Linked DNA regions of Oryctolagus cuniculus: region 1 is linked to region 2. Evidence: chromatin contacts called from public Hi-C data. All regions are on one chromosome and are shown on one strand. Each heading gives the region's core, a stretch centred on a gene start, on an enhancer-like site or on the middle of the called end of the contact. The rest is flanking DNA. Distances are from core to core; before and after follow the strand shown.

What was found. Hi-C and Micro-C count contacts between places; a contact is called where the count stands out from the background.
Region 1: a Hi-C map of an unstated tissue shows a contact between it and region 2, with 2.2 times the contacts expected there. The contact joins the enhancer-like site here to the promoter of LOC127490646 in region 2. A contact is called at or near these places in 2 of 6 Hi-C or Micro-C datasets (liver and an unstated tissue).

Annotation. Positions count from the first base shown.
Region 1 is chr6:30,928,597-30,934,621 of mOryCun1.1, reverse strand. No RefSeq gene overlaps it. Among named protein-coding and RNA genes, the nearest start is that of NR3C1, 88 kb to the right of the region's middle. Within about 2 kb of position 4,606, at least 6 of the 8 cell types and tissues checked have an H3K27ac peak or open chromatin away from gene starts, as enhancers often do.
Region 2 is chr6:30,842,629-30,848,225 of mOryCun1.1, reverse strand. It overlaps LOC127490646 (collagen, type I, alpha 1b-like), which reads right to left and starts at 3,538. Exons shown (of 4, transcript XM_070075913.1): 1 at 3,534-3,538; 2 at 2,533-3,337; 3 at 1,959-2,324; 4 at 498-1,871. The coding sequence starts at 3,538. The coding sequence ends at 498. NR3C1 (nuclear receptor subfamily 3 group C member 1) reads left to right here and starts at 4,265. Exons shown (of 8, transcript NM_001082147.1): 1 at 4,265-5,439. The coding sequence starts at 4,265.

The DNA of each region.
Region 1 (6,025 bases), core at 3,357-5,856, 85 kb before region 2:
TAGAAGATTCATGATCTAGACAGAAGGGGCTAATCTTAAACATCGTCACTGCCTATTTTCTAGTTCTGCATGCATTCCTTCAACATCAGCCCTGTGCTGGCTTCATCCTCTACGATTTATAAGGCTCCTTCCATGTAACCATGTATTTGTGCGTGAACTATTCCCACCCTCTCCTGGCAGGTGAGAACTGTGAGGTTTGCAGCCATCGGCTGTGTTGTAGAAGATTACCCACCTCTTGGAGACTCAGGACAGAAAGTCAAGTGTCTGCTATCTTCCCACATTTTCTAGAGGAGAAATTGCTGCCATTCTTCGAGCTAAATGTGATGGACGACAGTACGGAGTCCCGGGCACACCACATCACCTCTCTGGGCATCGGTTTCCTTATTACTTAAAAAGGGAGCATAAGCGAACCTACCTCAGAGAGCTGTTGGGAGGATTAAATGAGATAATGGGTAGAAAGCCCTGAACCAGGAACAATTGACCTCACCCTTTGGGAATCTCCTTCCCCCGCTGGAAGATCACACTTGAGTTTATCAGAAAGAATTTCCGCAGATGGTCTGGCCTGACAGTCTGTTGTTCGTAGCCAAGGCCATGTTCCGTAACGCGCCCCACCGCCCTGTTTGGTTTCCTCGGATAGAAGGCTTACTTTTCATGCTCATTATTACAGCTTCCGAAATCAGGACCATTTGATCCCCAGTTCCCTAAGAAATAGATGTAGTCCCAAAGTTCTGCTCCTTTTCTGAGTAAGATTTGACAAAGCTCTGGAGTCGCATGATTCTCTGTTGCCAGCCTCCCTCATCATGGAAATAAAACCCCAAGGAATTATGTCAGGCCGGCAAGTCAATCACTGAAGGATATGCCTTGGAGGAGGATTGGGATCATGTCTCTGCTGTAGCCACACCATACGAATCAGGGGCTATGCACCATGCTATGCCCTCTCCCTCTCAGTCTCTCGATCTCCCTGGCCCCACCATTCTGTCACCCACCCAACTACCTACCTTCAGTCTCTCTGTCTCCCTCCCCGCACCAATCTGTCACCCACCCACCTATCTAACTGTCTTTTCATACAACTTCCCCCTGAGAAAGTGATTAAAATGTGGGCTCTAGAGCCAGCCTTCCTGAAGGGTAAATCTTGGTTTTCCACTTACCAATTGTGTAACCTTGGGCAAACAATAGCACCTCTCTGTGCCTAGTTCCCTCAGCTATAAGAGGGAATACTAACAGTACTCACTCACATCATAAGGCTGAGTCCAGCACCTCCAACTAGTACTGGTACATACCTAGCTGAATAAATTATTGTTATTGTTTCACCTAAATGTTGACGGCTTTGAAAAGTTAGATATTCACCCCAGATCACACAGGCCACAAACTGTAGACTTGAGACTGGCTGATTTCAGGGTGGCGCATGGCCCACAGTGCTACCTTGCTTCTTGGTTAGCATGCACCACATGTTCATCGCTCAGCTGAAGTTGTCTTGGCATTTGGGGATGCTCAAAAGAGGCCAAAATCCCCATTGAATCAACAGTCTCACTTCCAAGAATGTGAACCCACCTGGGGCAAGTATACCAAAGCATAGGTGCAAGGATGCCCATTGCAACGTCACTTGTGGTGGCACAAGGCCAGAGACAGCAACAACACCGAGCAGCTCGGGTCTCAGCAGTTAAACTCTCCTGCGTCCACAGCACGGTCTCCACATTGCTGTTTAACCGGTGAGGGAATGCAATATGCACTAACAGAGAAGATTGTCAAGTTCTGGATCTAGAAGAAACATCAGGTACCAAAATAAGGATATAGCCATCCACCAGGTTATAGCCAACATCAATCTAAGGAAGCATTACAGGAACTTCTGCAGTCGTGAGCCCTGGGGAGGAGAGCTGGATTCCTTGGAGTGGAGGTTTTTTAATCTTTTTTGGTTACTTGGACTTTTGACCTAAATACTCTTCAGTTAAAAAGACTAGAATATTAAAAGCCTAATTTTAAAAAGGATTAATTTTTTTAAACTTGTTTTCTTTTTTATTGGGAAGGCAGAAGAAGAGAGATGGAGACACACAGATAAAGTGAGATCTTCCATTCTCTGGTTCAGTTCCCAAATGCTGGCTATAGCAAGGAGTAGGCCAGGCTGAAGCCAGGAGCCCAGAACTCAATCCAGGTCTCCCACGTGGGTGCCAGGAACCCAAGCACAGCAGTCATCACCTGCTGCCAATCAAGGCACACACCTGCAAGGAGATCAGAAAAGCCAAGGCTCAAATGAGGCACTTGGCTACGGCATGTGAGCACCCCAAGTAGCATCTTAACTTGTGCCCCGAACACCCACCCCAAGGCTGTTCAATCTAATACTAACTAAATAATGACTGTTTCTCTATCTACAAGGAGTCTTCAGAAATTCATAGAAAACGTGTGTGGTGTGTGGAAAAATATGAGTGGAGTTCAAATCATTTTACACACAAAAAAACTTATCTTTTAATTCTATTTTCCAAAAAACTTTTTGAAGAATTTCATATGATCTTTTGAACACGAAGTTTAAGGGAAAATTTATAGTTGACTTTTTATTTTTTTTAACTTTTATTTAATGAATATAAATTTCCAAAGTACAGCTTATGGATTACAATGGCTTCCTCCCCCCCATAACTTCCCTCCCACCCACAACCCTCCCCTTTCCTGCTCCCTCTCCCCTTCCATTCACATCAAGATTCATTTTCAATTCTCTTTATATACAGAAGATCAGTTTAGCATATATTAAGTAAAGATTTCAACAGTTTGCGCACACACACAAAAAAAAGTGAAAAATACTGTTTGAGTACTAGTTATAGCATTAAATCACAATGTACAGCACATTAAGGACAGAGATCCTACATGAGGAGTAAGTGCACAGTGACTCCTGTTGTTGACTTAACAAATTGACATTCTTGTTTATGGCATCAGTAATCACCCTAGGCTCTTGTCATGAGTTGCCAAGGCTATGGAAGCCTTTTGAGTTCACCGACTCTGATCATATTTAGACAAGGTCATAGTCAAAGTGGAAGTTCTCTCCTCCCTTCAGAGAAAGGTACTTCCTTCTTTGATGACCTGTTCTTTCCACTGGGATCTCACTTGCGGAGATCTTTCATTTAGGTTTTGTTTTTTTGTTGTTTTGGTTTTTTGTGTGTGTTTTTTGTTTGTTTGTTTGTTTGTTTTCTTGCTAAAGTGTCTTGGCTTTCCATGCCTGAAATACTCTCATGGGTATAGTTGACTTTTTAAATATCTGGAGGAAATAGGCTCTTGGAAAACTTTCACTGATTAGACGAGAGAGAACCTGAACAATTTTGGAAATTCTTAGCAGGGCAGCAGTTGTAAATTGTTCACAATGGTGAGTTTGGAGCCTGACAAACAAAATGTTAAAGCTTGGGTCTACCTCTAATCTGCTCTGTGATCTTTGAGTATCCGTTTCCCCATCTGTAAAATGGGGTAATAGTGCCCATGTTGTAGTCTGAAGCAAAGACCAAATGAGACACAGCATTAGCAGAGAGTCTTGTAGAAGTGAGCATTTGTAACTGGATACAGCCTTCTGCAGGTAGATAGACGAGAGACAGAGATAGATGGATAATTGCTAAACATTTCTAAGTCCTCAATCGTTCAGTCCTTTCTTGGTCCTCTCCTTTCTGTCTTCCATCAGCCCAGGGAACTGCAATCCTCCCTCTGTTGGCCAGATAACATTGCCATCATGGTACTGGCAAGCTGGCAGCCCCACAAGCCGGGTTTGAATCCCTGTACTACCCCTAACTGGTGGTGACCTTTGGTAAGCTTTAAGCTCTCTGAGTCTTTGAAAAATCATAGTAGGAGCAGCTACCAATTAGGGATTTTGTAGACCAAAGCAAAATAGTCCTGGTATCTTAGTAGTATATTAGCACGGCTGTTCTATGAGCTTCCTCCAGAGACATTTGTAACTCTTCGTGCCAGTATCTCTCCAAGAAAGACACGTAAGTACTGTGGACTTTTTTTCTAAGTGACCGAGCTGCTCTTTTACCAAACTGTAGTAGCTTTGAAGTCCCAGGTGTACGCACTTGTCTTCAAACTACATCCATCACGTTCACGTCTCATTTGAGCAAATGACACAGCTAGAATCAGTGTTGCATTCCCGAGCTCTCATTCTCACGCCTCCCTCTCTGCTCTCTCCATAGTTATTCAGCTCAAACTATCAAAGTGCTGCTCAGGTCAGGTTCCACTCCGTGAAGGGGTTCAGCTCAGTTCCTGATGGGGAAGAAAGAGTGTTTCGCTCTTCCCTCCCAGCGTCACAACGAAAGGCTGCAGGGATGGTCTCTGATTGGCCAGACTGAGAGGGGCGGAGTGAGAAACGTGAGGCTGGGGAGCACGCAGGCAACTGCAGAAGAAACTGTTTCGCTCCACTCTCCCTTCCCAATTTGGCCCTTCCACTTAGAAAACAACCATCAGGATAGCCCACCAAAGGATTTGGCTTTTTCTTATTAAAAAAAAAAAAAAATTGTGGTGCAGCTTAAATTCACCTAGCGCATAGTGCACTTCCCTTTGCATGTGTAGACACAACCCTTTCTAAATCTGCAGTAAAAAATAGAATTGGCAGTGGCTTTTGCTCCCACTTGAGCTTGCCAAAAAGGTTGGAAATGAGCGTGCTTCTTCCTGCCGGTCTTGGCTGTGTTCCCTATTAGAAGTTAGTGGAGACGGAATCCTCGTCTTCCTCAACTTTCCCTCAAGCAGTAAGTGGACTAAGGGTGGGGTCTGGGAGAGGGCCTCCATCTTTCACAATCGAGGAGGTGGTGATGTAGAAATAGCAGGTGCTGGCAAAAAGGTTTGGAGCTTCTGATCAAGTTCCCATGCTGCTGCTTAATCCTTAATCATCTCTCTTGGCATACTGCCCGCTGCTACTGCTTGCATAAAATCGGAAGGGGCTAATTGCCTCAATCTGTATTTTCTGTACGGCTGTGCTTAATGCAGAACCCACAGGGGCTCCCTGTGTGTTCATTTTGACCTAATAGAAAGTTTTATTTGCTTCCAAGAAACCTGTCTATCTTCTTCTAACATTCTAAAATTTTCTTAGTCCCCAGTGACAGTCAGCAACATGGGAGAGATTTAAACATTTCCTGTAGAAAAACAAGATGTTAGTTGAATTCCATACCCAGCTCTGAATGGGGTTAATCATCAATGAGGGTTGTTGCTGTGCACAGAGGTCTTTATGGAAATTAACTATTTTGTTTTTCCATCCAGTGACAAAGAACAATCACTGCTCTTCGAAACTACTACACCAAGAAATAAAATGTCAGACCATTTCAGCTAATGAAAATTGATATTTGAGGGCTCTTGTGATCTAAAACTTGTCGCTCACTCAGAAGGCTCTCTCAGAAGAAAAAGTTCACTGCACTCTTTAGTAATGAAAGAAAGTGCAACATCCCTGCAGCCCATGCTGTGTGCAGGGGGTTAAGTTGCCACCTGCACTCCCAGCATCCCGTATCAGAGTGCAGTGCAAGTCCTGGCTGCTCCATTTCTGATCCAGCTCCCTACTAATGCTCCAGGGACAAGCAGAGGAAGACAGCCCAAATGCTTTGCTCCCTGCCACCCACTGGATGGGGTTCCAGGCTCCTGGCTTTGACTTGGCCCAGAACCAGTCACTTCAGCATTTGGGGAGTGAACTAATAGATGGAAGATCTCTATCTTTCCCTCCCTCTCTCTCTGCCTTTAAAATAAATAAAAATAAATGTTAAAGAATTACAACATCCACCTATTTTGTTCCATAAACTAAAATGCTGAAGACTAGCTCCATAAAGTGTTATAGCCGACACCTTGGGTATTGTCACTTTGCTACCAGAGAGGCACTTGCCCTAGAACCTTTCTCTCTAATGCTTGAATTCTACCATTCATGACAACTGCCTTAAAAACTCCAATATTCCCAAAAGGAAAAAATGTAACTAGTCCCTAATAGCTTGCAATCAACTTGTTTGTTAAATGTTTCTCTACCTTGGAATTTACAGTATTATCTTCCCATTGCTTTCGTTTTGTAGATCTTACAGATGCATAG
Region 2 (5,597 bases), core at 2,289-4,788:
CAAAACCCACACTGTGCGCCGCGCAAGGTAGGGGGCTTCGGTCCCGGTGCGCCGGAGCCTGCGCCGGGGCGGGGGACACCCCGCGCCAGCAGCCCTGGTCCCAAGCACGCCCCTCACTCCTCGCCGCTCCTCGGGGACGGGCCACGTGTTTCCCTCAGCCCGAGGGCGGGGGGAGCGGCGCGTAACGGGAACAGCTGGAAGGAGTTGAACGCTGACATTTTAAAGCTGCGTGTGTTTTGTTTTATGTGGAGGGGCAGAGGTTCCCTGAACGCGAGAGGGTGAGCGGTGCCCGGGCTAGAGGGCGGCAAATGTCAGGATTCGGGGGAGGGGCCTCCGCGGGGAACTTGGCCGTGGGCCCCGGAGGGGGCGGAAGGAGAGGTCAGGAGTTTGGGATGGGGCGAGGGGCGCCCTCGGCCAGCAACTTGCTGTTTGGGTTGCGACTTGCTTTTTTGGGTCTGCCACTCCCTGCTTTTTTTTTTTTTCTTCATCATGATTTTTTAAAAAGTGCAGAGAGAAACCCAGCTCGCCGGAGGTTTTGCATTTGGCGTGCAACTTCCTTCGAGTGTGAGCGCGCCGGGAGGGAGGCCCGGAGGGAGGGCTGGGGGTTGAACTTGGCAGGCGGCGCCTCCTTCTGCCGCCGCCGCCGCCGCCGCCGCCGCCTCGCAGACTCCGGGAGGAGGGTGGGGGACGGCCGGGGCGCGGGGGAGGGTGGGTTCTGCTTTGCAACTTCTCTCCCGGTGCGAGAGCGCGGCGGCTGCAGACCGTGCCGCCCGGACGATGCGGGGGTGGGACACCCGCAGCCACGCGACACCCCCGGGCCCAGAGTACGTATGCACTGAGCCCCTCTGCCCTCCCCTCCGCTGTCCACAGCCTCCCGGAGGGTGTGTCCGGCCCCCCGGCCCCGAGCGCGGCCGAGACGCTGCGGCACGGTTCCCGCGCAGCCTCGGAGCCCCTCTCCAAGTGACAGACTTTGCCCACCCCGGCCGGGGGCGGCGAGCGGCGCTCCCCGCGGCCCCGCTGCGGGCCGCGCCCTGGCCCTCCCCGACCGCCGCTGTCACCCGCAGGGGCGCTGGCCGCCCGGGGACGGGGACGAGCTCCACGAGTGGGTCCGGAGGCGCGGCGCTGCGCGGGGGCGGGCGGCAGGCAGCGAGAAGAGAAACTAGAGGAACTCGGTTTCCCCCCTCAGCCCGCCCGGCAGAGATCAGGTCGGCCGCCGCCGCCGCCGCTGCACTTCTTCCTGGGTGGGGGCGCCGAGAAGCCCGCAAGGCTCCGGGTGGCGCGGGCCGCTCTCGCGGGGTCATGCGGGGGGCCGCGGGCGTGCAGGCGCCGTCGGGCCGGGCGGCGGGGCGTGGGGGCGGGAGCTGCGGGCGCCCCTGCAGTTGCCGAGCGTCGCCAACAGGTTGCACCGTTCCCCGCGGCGGCCGCGCGGCCCCTCGGGCGGGGAGCGGCCGGGGGCGGAGTGGGAGCGCGTGTGTGCGAGTGTGTGCGCGCTGTGGCGCCGCCTCCGCCCGCCCCCCGCTCGGTCCCGCTCGCCCGCCGCGGCCGGGCGGCCCTTCGCGAGTCCGCGCTCCCTCCCCTCCTCCTCCCACTCCTCCTCCTCCTCCTCCTCCTCCTCCTCCTCCATTTTGCGAGCTCGAATCTGTGACTGGAGCCCGAGTCACCGCCCGCCCGTCGGGGACGGTTTCTAAGTGGGAGCGACGAGACGCCGCCGCCGGAGCGGCCGCCGCGGCGGGGCGCCGGGGACTGGGGGCACGCGCGCGCGCGCGCGCGGGGGCTCGGAGCCGCGGAGCCCGGAGCGGGGCGGGCAGCCGGCCTGTCAGCGAGGGGAAATGGGAGACTTTCTCAAATAGGGGCTCTCCCCTCCCCTCCCCCTATGGAGAAGGGGGCGGCTGTTTACTTGCATTTTTTAGAAGAAAAAAAAAACACACAAATTGCTCCTGCTCCTCCGGCTTTCACACGCTAAGTTGTTTATCTGGGCTGCGGCGGGAGCTGCGATCGGCGGCGGGAGAGCGGCGCCGCTGCCCGAGGTAAGAAGCGGGCGGCCGGGCGGCCGGGGTGGGGGCTGGGGCGGCGCGAGCGCTCGCTCCCCGAGGTGCCACCCGCCGCGGACCCGGGCCCGAGTCCGGGGGCCGCCGCGGGCGCCCGCAAACTTTTATTAGCCCGGGCAGCGGGGGTGGGGGCTGGCGAGGGCCAGGCGACGGTGACGAAAGGGCAGCGCGCGGGTGACAGCGCTGGCCTCTTCCTCTCCCTCCGTCGCCGTCGCCCGGCCGGGCCGAGGGGGAGGAACCGGAGCGGTGGCAGCGAGGGGAGCCTCCTCGAGCGGCCTAGGGTTGACAAGCCGGTGGCTCCCCGGCGGGAATCCCGGCCTTTTTTCGTGCCCCTTCTCCTCCCCCGCACCCCAGTCTCGTTGGCTTTTCCCCCCAAAGGGGCCGCCTCGACACCCCGGTTTTGTGTGTTTTTTATTTATTTATTTATTTATTTAAAAAAATTTTTGTTGAGGTGAGCGCCGAGCCGCGCTTGGGCTCTGCTCGCCCGCGGGTTCTCCTCGCCCGCAGGTTTCCCCTCCGGTCCCGGTGCGCAGCGTTTGTGGCGGGCGTGCGGGGCTGAGCGCGCGGGGGCGAGGGCGAGCGCGCCCGCAACCGCCGAGACTTCGGCCGGGCTGGTGTTATCGGAGCGAGTGGGCGTGTCGGGGAGCACGCAACAGGTCTGGACGCGTCGCGCTCGGCTCGCGCCGCGGCGCGGGGGCCCCCTGTGGGAAGAGAGACCCTCCCCGCCCGGGCCGAGGTGGGTGCTGCGGTTTGTGGCAAGTGCTGGCTCGGCGCGGGGGGCTCCGCAGCCCCCGGCGAGAGACGCCCCCTCGGCGTGGTTCGCGCGGGCCCCCGGAGCGTGGCGGGGCTGTTTGCGGTCTTCGCGCGGGGGGTTCGGGTCTCGCTGGAGGGGGCGTTTCGCCGCCTGAGGTATTGTTTTGGTTTCGGGTTGGAAGGCAGCTGTCAGGGAAGCGGCGGGGAAATTCATTAGGCTGCGATCGGCGCGCGGTGTTGGGAGATCGCTGCCCGAGGAAGGCGGGCGGGCGGGGAAGCCGCGGCCCGCGGGAGGTGTGCGGGCCCCCACCCAGCTCTGCATCCGCGCTGACGTCCGCGTGCGGGGAAAAAGTTTTCTTGGGTTGCACGGGATTGGCCCGCCGTGTCCCCGGAGCGCTCGGGGCAGCCCTGGCGTCCCGAGCACGGACTGCGCGCCGGTCTGGCTGCGCCCCTGCCTGGGGACTGCCGCTCCTGGGGTCCGGCGTGATCCTGCAGCTCTGCGCTCTTCTGTTTCTCGGTGTTTGGAAAGGCGGACTCTTGAGAGAAGAAATCGGGGTTCGTACTGAGGGTCTTAAGCAAATTTTTTTTAAAAAAAACGATAAGGTTTCATCTAGATGTTGGGAAGTTATAAGGACCAGATAACTATAAACTACAGTGTCGTGGGAAGCTACAACACATTTTGTTGAGCTTTTTTTTAAATCTTAAGTTTTAGTTGGCCCGTATACAACTTACCTCATTTTATATATTTAAAATGTGGAGGTGGGCACTATTAGATGTAGCAGGTCAGGAATACGCATTTAAAAATAGGAGCTTTTTGCCAGCCCGTAGACGATAAGGAGCACGTCAGCGTTGTTTGTTTTTTAATAAAACGTGCCTGGTTCACCAGTAGATTGTACTGAAAAGGGCTGGAGCTGTGAGTAGCTGGTAGGGGAGGTTGAATTTGGGGGAAATTAGGGGCTAGAGAATTCGAGCTTAGTGTTCACCAAATGTTAGCTGTGTTGGTGCTCAGAAAAGCAAACCACCTTGATTGAGAGGAGAGGAATTTTGATGGGAACACACTGTTTAAATGAAATACTTTGACATCAATCTGAACCTTCAGAATACTCAGCTGTAGTGAGTTAGAATGTCGGCGATGCGCAAGGCAGCACGTTCAGGGAGTGGCAGGCTGAATAGCCCAGCTTCGTCCCATTCAATTCTGCCCTTGCCTGTGCGGTGGACTGCACTGCACTTTGGAATGGGGTGCACTGAGTGGGAGCAGGGACGGGGCTTTCTGTTCTGCGGGGTAGAAACTTCTCTGCTGGTAACGAAGAATTTGTTCCAGAGTTAACTAAAAGGTTCATTTAACAAGCTGTTACTAATCGGATCGCGGAGACAATGTGAGGTTATAGCTTACCATGTCCCAACCCCCACCCCACCCCACCCTTTTTTTTTTTTTTTTTTTTTTTTGTAGCTAATATTCACTGATGGACTCCAAAGAATCATTAAGTCCCCCGGGTAGAGAGGAGGTCCCCAGCAGTGTGCTCAGGCCGGCGGAGCGCGGGAATGTGATGGACTTGTACAAAACCCTAAGGGGAGGAGCTCCTGTGAGGGTGCCTGCATCTTCTCCCTCACTGGCTCCTGCTGCGCAGCCGGACTCCAAGCAGCAGAGACTCGCGGTGGACTTTCCGAAAGGCTCAGCCAGCAATGCCCAGCAGCCGGATCTGTCCAGAGCAGTGTCACTCTCGATGGGATTGTATATGGGCGAGACAGAAACCAAAGTGATGGGCAGTGACCTGGCTTTCCCGCAGCAGGGCCAAACCAGCCTTTCCTCTGGGGAAACGGACTTCCGGCTTCTGGAAGAAAGCATCGCGAGCCTCAACAGGTCGGCTAGTGCTGCAGACAACCCCAGGAGCACAGCGCCTGCTGCTGGGTCTGCCGCCCCCACAGAGGGGTTTCCAAAAACTCACTCTGACCTGGCCTCCGAACGGCAGAATCCGAAGGGCCAGACTGGCAGCAGCGCCGGCAGTGCCAAGTTGCACCCCACAGACCAAAGCACCTTTGACATTTTGCAGGATTTGGAGTTTTCTTCTGGGTCCCCAAGTAAAGACAGGAGCGAGAGCCCTTGGAGGTCAGACCTGTTGGTGGACGAGAACTGTCTGCTTTCTCCTTTGGCGGGAGAAGATGATCCATTCCTTTTGGAAGGGAATTCGAGCGAGGACTGTAAGCCTCTTATTTTACCGGACACGAAACCTAAAATTAAGGATAATGGAGATCTGATCTTATCAAACTCCAACAATGTACCACTGCCCCAAGTGAAAACCGAGAAGGAAGATTTCATCGAACTCTGCACCCCTGGGGTAATTAAGCAAGAGAAACTGGGCCCAGTGTACTGTCAGGCAAGCTTTTCTGGGGCAAATATAATTGGTAATAAAATATCTGCCATTTCTGTTCATGGCGTGAGTACCTCCGGAGGACAGATGTACCACTATGACATGAACGCACAGCAGCAGGAGCAGAAGCCTCTTTTTAATGTCATTCCGCCAATTCCTGTTGGTTCAGAAAATTGGAATCGCTGCCAAGGGTCTGGAGATGACAACTTGACTTCCCTGGGGACTATGAACTTCCCTGGCCGGTCGGTGTTTTCCAACGGCTATTCAAGGTGAGTCGGAGGATTTTCTGTTTCTTAAGAGTGGTGCACTTGAGATCGATTGATGGCTGTAAGTGTTCACCTATTTGTATTTGTTCTCCAGAGATTCAGGGGCTTTTTCGTATGTGTAAGTTGAAGTGGCCTTTTGAAAGTAGGCATGGTAGATAACT